Regions from separate parts of the Anas platyrhynchos genome. Here region 1 is linked to region 2. Evidence: chromatin contacts called from public Hi-C data. All regions are on one chromosome and are shown on one strand. Each heading gives the region's core, a stretch centred on a gene start, on an enhancer-like site or on the middle of the called end of the contact. The rest is flanking DNA. Distances are from core to core; before and after follow the strand shown. Region 1 overlaps PSME4 (proteasome activator subunit 4). Region 2 holds the start of GPR75 (G protein-coupled receptor 75).

What was found. Hi-C and Micro-C count contacts between places; a contact is called where the count stands out from the background.
Region 1: a Hi-C map of small yellow follicle shows a contact between it and region 2, with 1.8 times the contacts expected there. The contact joins the enhancer-like site here to the promoter of GPR75 in region 2. A contact is called at or near these places in 2 of 8 Hi-C or Micro-C datasets (liver and small yellow follicle).

The regions. Positions count from the first base shown.
Region 1 is chr3:4,002,863-4,005,562 of IASCAAS_PekinDuck_T2T, reverse strand. PSME4 (proteasome activator subunit 4) reads left to right here. Exons shown (of 49, transcript XM_038177463.2): 14 at 9-98; 15 at 1,595-1,659; 16 at 1,756-1,906. Among named protein-coding and RNA genes, the nearest start is that of PSME4, 32 kb to the left of the region's middle. Within about 2 kb of position 1,327, at least 4 of the 8 cell types and tissues checked have an H3K27ac peak or open chromatin away from gene starts, as enhancers often do. A contact at or near this core is called in small yellow follicle, where this site is marked.
Region 2 is chr3:3,959,493-3,962,196 of IASCAAS_PekinDuck_T2T, reverse strand. GPR75 (G protein-coupled receptor 75) reads left to right here and starts at 1,362. Exons shown (of 1, transcript XM_013098789.4): 1 at 1,362-2,704. The coding sequence starts at 2,153.

The DNA.
Region 1 (2,700 bases), core at 78-2,577, 43 kb before region 2:
CTCAACAGATTACATTCCAGTTTATTGCAACGTTTTCTACTTTGGTGCCTTTAGTAGATTGTTCATCTGTGTTGCAAGAAAGGGATGATCTCACAGAGGTAAGAGCACTGCGTAGTTATAAAACAAAACCATAACCTACAGATTTCATCTTATTTTCTAGCAATGTAATTTTTGTCTTCAGAACTGTGATGTGTTTGCTACAATCTTTTTGCATGTATTGCAGTTTTGTTTAACGTACCTTCACAAAAATACTAAAGCTTATGGATAACGTTTGCTTCTGGTCAGTGACATAAAGCTGACATCGGCATATGAGTTGGGACACATTCTTAGCACTGCTTATTAGTGACAGATTGTTGTAGAGATGTATTAAATTCAAACAGTTTAATATTTTTATGTCAGAACTCAGCTGTGGAAAGCTATGTGCAGTATAAAATGACTCAGAGCTCACCCTGTTTTGAGTAGGACGTTGAACAGGATGGTCTCCAGAAGTCACTTGCCAACTAAATTTTTCTGAGACTAATAGAATAACATCTTTGTTAGTGTTACATTTTTGAGAATTCTTATCACTATAAAACTTTAGCCATTAAGTGAGGGAGGGAAGACAGGTGACTACAGAATTGTTATAAGATGTACATAATTTTAATTCAAAACTAGTCCAACTTAGAGTAGGTTAAAAGGTAACTAATTGGTTGTCTAGGAGACTGGGAGGAATTTGTTGTTGAAAATATAAGTGTAAAAAATAATGGGATGTCCCTTCTGTTTGTATTTGTTTTTCAGAAAGCTAGCGCACTCTTGAACTTCTAAAGGCTGTTTTCCTAGTTTGGGAAACTATTTCAAAATACCTGCACCTCTTTAAAGTGCTCCTGCAGTCATGCTTCTCTTTTCCGAGTATGATGTTGTTGCTCTCACTTCAGATGCTTCTTAATCTCTTCTGATTAAGAAATAACAACATCATTAGACAAGTGTTTTTCTGCTTTTGATCTAACAGTTCAAACGCTGATGGTGAAACTATATCTGGCACGCTATAAATGGGGCAGCACCAGTGCTCCATGGTAGTTGGAACTGCCATGCAGAATATCTTGTCCACTGCTAGGAGATGCTTGTAGTTCACAGAACAGCTAATAGGTGCCTATTTTTTCACAAACCTACTGGAGTTAAGTTGATTTTCTTGACTTGGGGCTGCAGCACTTAAACTAGCAGAAGAGTTTGTATGATGAATGAGTAATGTAAATATGTTAGCAGAGCCAAGTCTGCCACCACAGCTGGCACACTGGCATGCTGCTGGAGAGGAAGATCAGTAGTAAGGCTAAAGGTTGTATCTATGGAGACAGACCCTGGTTTCAGCCTGAGAGGTTATTTGGCTAAAGATCAAGGCCAGGAAGTTTGATAGCACAGTGTAAAGAAAACACAATAATTGTTTCATGTGACGTACTTGAGACTATGCAAATTCTGTTTGGTGGGAAATGTAGTGTGGTCTATATCAACTAAAATTTGGAAGTGTTCTTGAAGTAATTAGTGTAGGAAATACACTTGATATTATGTGTCTCTAGGAAGAGCTAACCTTCTGTGCTTCTTTTGCATTGGAAAATTGTAGGTAGAAAGAGAATTGTGCTCTGCAACTGCTGAATTTGAGGATTTTGTACTACAGTTTATGGATAGGTAAGTAAGCTAAGGAAAGGTGAAAGCTTGGCATGAAAACTTTAATACAACTTCCTCGTTCTGATTGCTAAAATTGCACTTCATGTATTTTTGTAGATGTTTTGGACTTATAGAGAGCAGCACGCTAGAACAAACCAGAGAGGAGACTGAAACTGAGAAGATGACTCATCTAGAGAGTTTAGTTGAATTAGGTCTCTCTTCTACTTTCAGTACAATCCTTACTCAGTGTTCAAAAGATATATTTAAGGTATGTAAAACGTGGGGCTTTTCATCCAACTTTAAGGCTTAAGTTTGTTGTGAATTGCTGGTATGTTCTGGTTCTTCCTTCCTGTGTTGTCCTGTTGTGAACTTCCATGCTTTATCAAGGAAGGAGCTAGGAGAAAAGTTTAGGGCTTCATGTAAATTTATGGTTTCATATGCATTAATGCAGAGCTCTGAAGTACTTGATTTAGAGGAATCCATGTTTTTCCATGGATGGATACATTCCTTGTAGGTTGGGTTAACACTTTATTCCATCTAGATCTATACTACATTTAGTATGTATTTGGATATGTTGCTTTGTACATTTTGACATTTGCATTGGACACTTAAGTACGATTTTGGTTGGAATCTTCTCATTAACACGTTGTAAGTTAATTTTTTGTTGTCATTAAAGACTTGTGTTTTTTTCCTGATTGCCTGTAACTATTATAATAATGAACAAACTTCACCGTGTATAATTCAACTTGCCTTGCAAGATGGTAATGAGCCTCCTTAAAATATGCTGACTACTTAAATAGCTATTTCCCTATTTATTTGTTAACTAGGGAATGTTTTGGCTTTACTTTGCTTTCACATGTGAAATAGTAAAGTTTTCCTTTAATCAGTTTGTGACTTGTTCAGGGAAAACTGTTCTTCTCTGTAGTTTCTCAGAAGCGTTCCCAAGCTTTCATCAGTCAATGCAATGTTTCTGACCCTTTTTCCCCAAAGTGAACATTTTAGAAGTAGTTTGCCTCTCCAGCTGAAGGCTGGATGTCCCACTATGTTATCTGTTAAAGCACT
Region 2 (2,704 bases), core at 113-2,612:
AGGAAATCAGGAAGTCTAACTGTGGTCATCCAAACTTTAGCATTTGGTCAAATAATGTAGTATTTGGAATTATATTAGACTTTTCCATCTTTTTAAAGGACTCATGTTTTGCAAGAAGTTGTGTTATTATTTTTTTGGTAAGTGACACCACAGAAGTAGTCAAGTCTAATGTAGACTCAGGCATTAGGCATAATGTGAAACTAAGGTCAAAGTTCTTAGTGTCTTGCTTACAATTAAGGATGCAGGTATTTGTGCTCGCATTAGTTTCACTTACAAACAGTCTTCTCTGTTTCCTCAGCATTAATCACTTTGAAGTAATGGACTCTTGCATTACACTGCTATTTTGTCAGTCTCACTTAATCATACAGTTAAGCATGTTCTGATGTGTATAAATAAGAAAACTCAGGGAGATCCCAGCTCATCGTTGAAAAAAATCATACTCAGAAGGGCCAGGATTCACCCACAGAATTCAAATTAGCCATGACTGGAGAATAAAAATACAAGCAAGAGCTAAAATAAAAGTGATAGGCAAGCTGAGAGGCTTGAAGCCCTAGGAAAACATGAATGTGATGTTCTGGGTTTTGTCCATCTTCATTGCAACTAGTTTAAGAACAAAACCAATGTGAAATGGCCCAGACCTGCTCTCATGGCTGCTAGCTCTTCCCAGTAGCAGACCACACAGCAAGGCTGGACTGATTGCCAGCTGGAGGTTGTGCTTAGCATGCAAGGCTTGTCGGCCTGGCTGCTCTTGTGAGTCATAGGTTTACTGAAAGAAATTGCTCTCAGTTTTAGAAAGAAATGTGTTGAAAAATAAACTACCAAGAAGCACTGACAAGCCGTCAGATGGCAACCTAATGATCTTGTCACTGCCTCGATGCTTCTGCAAAGCACCCGTGTCCTGCAGGATTGCTGAGGGTAGGGGAAGGTTATTAAGATGATACTCAGACTGATATATATGAGTCTACGTGGGAATGTACACTATAAGACAAGTGCCCGTGCAGAAGTCAGAAGTACTGCATCTGCTGTATTTTCATAGCACTTTTGTGCCTTTACCTAGCTGGACGTTCACTGAGAACACAGTAGAGGTGACTGACATTGATGTCCCTCAGTTGTGTCTGCCTACCAGGGCCCTTTGCTGGCTTGCAGAACGCGTGCTGAGCCTTTCCTGCCCATGTAAGTGATTCTCTACATGATCCACTTAGTGTTGAGACATCCAGTACACCATTGCTTCACAAATACAGCACTCCCGTTTAAAGTATTTAATATTTATACTGTATTTATTCTTTATTCCTTTACTGCTACTGTTTTTTTTTAATCTTATTTGCTGCGGGAAGATGAATGTTTCCTTCCTCTAGCCTCTGAGCCATTCCTCAGTTCACACAGGAATGTAGCACAGAAGCGCAGGCAAGAGAAGAGGCAGCGTGCAAACCTGCCTTAACTTTTTATGATGAACAGTTTGGGGTTGGGGCAGGTGTGTTGGTGGTGTTAAGTCAACAGGGGAGAACCCTGAAGCCTTGAGTGGCCAGCTGTTGACTCGGTGTCCTGTTAAGGGTAGGGCTGGGCCATGACTTGTCCTAAAACCTCCCAAATCCTCCAGGTGCATTCTCTGTGCTGTCCCTGTGCAGGATGGTGCTCCTGCCGGAGGACAGGACGGGCAGGGACCATTTGACACGCAGGACGGAATAGATCCAAACCGAAGTCCGCATTTGGGGCAGCTGCTGCTCAGCATCACCCCTGGCCCCTTTCCCCCGGGGCTCTCCCCGCACGCAGGGCGCTGCCAGGCCCCGCTCTCTCCCCGTGCCTCAGCGGCTGCCGCCTCCTTTTGCTCTCCTCCTCCCTCTGGCCCGGGGTCTCTCGCCCCGCTCCCTCAGCCCTTCCCCGGGGCCGCGGCGCTGCCGTGGGGCCGGGCGCGGGTGCGAGCTCCGCGGCCTCGCCTCAGCCGCCGGCGCCGCGCCGGGGGGAGCGGGGCGGGGGCCGGGAGGCGCCGCCGGGGCCCGGGCGCCGAGCGGGGAAGGGGCCGGGCCGGGCCGCGGCGGCGGGCGCCATGGCGGGGCGGGCGGCGCCTGGCCGCGGGCAGCCCTGAGGGAGCGGCGGCGGCGGTGGTGGCGGGCGGCCCCCGCCATGGGCCCGCCTCGGCCGCGGTGAGGCGGCGATGAACGCGTCGGGGCGGCTGCCGGCGGGGGGCGAGGAGGAGCCCCCCGGCACCGCGCTGCTGCCGCTGGGCGGGAACGGCAGCGCCGCCGGGGGGCTGCGGGAGGGCACCCACACGGCCACCCTGGCGGCCTGCGCCTCGCTGCTGGCCCTCGTCTTCTGCCTGGGCTCCTACGGCAACCTCATCGTCTTCTTGTCCTTCTTCGACCCGGCCCTCAGGAAATTCAGGACCAACTTCGACTTCATGATCCTCAACCTCTCCTTCTGCGACCTCTTCATCTGTGGGGTGGCCGCCCCCATGTTTGCCTTCGTCCTCTTCTTCGACTCGGCGCGAGGCGCCCCGGGCACCTTCTGCTTCGCCTTCCACCTCACCAGCTCCGGCTTCATCATCATGTCGCTCAAGACGGTGGCGGTCATTGCCTTGCATCGGCTGCGCATGGTCCTGGGGAAGCAGCCGCACCGTGCCGCCTCCTTCCCCTGCACCCTGCTCCTCACCCTGCTCCTCTGGGCCACCAGCTTCACCCTGGCCACCCTGGCCACCTTGAAAACCCGC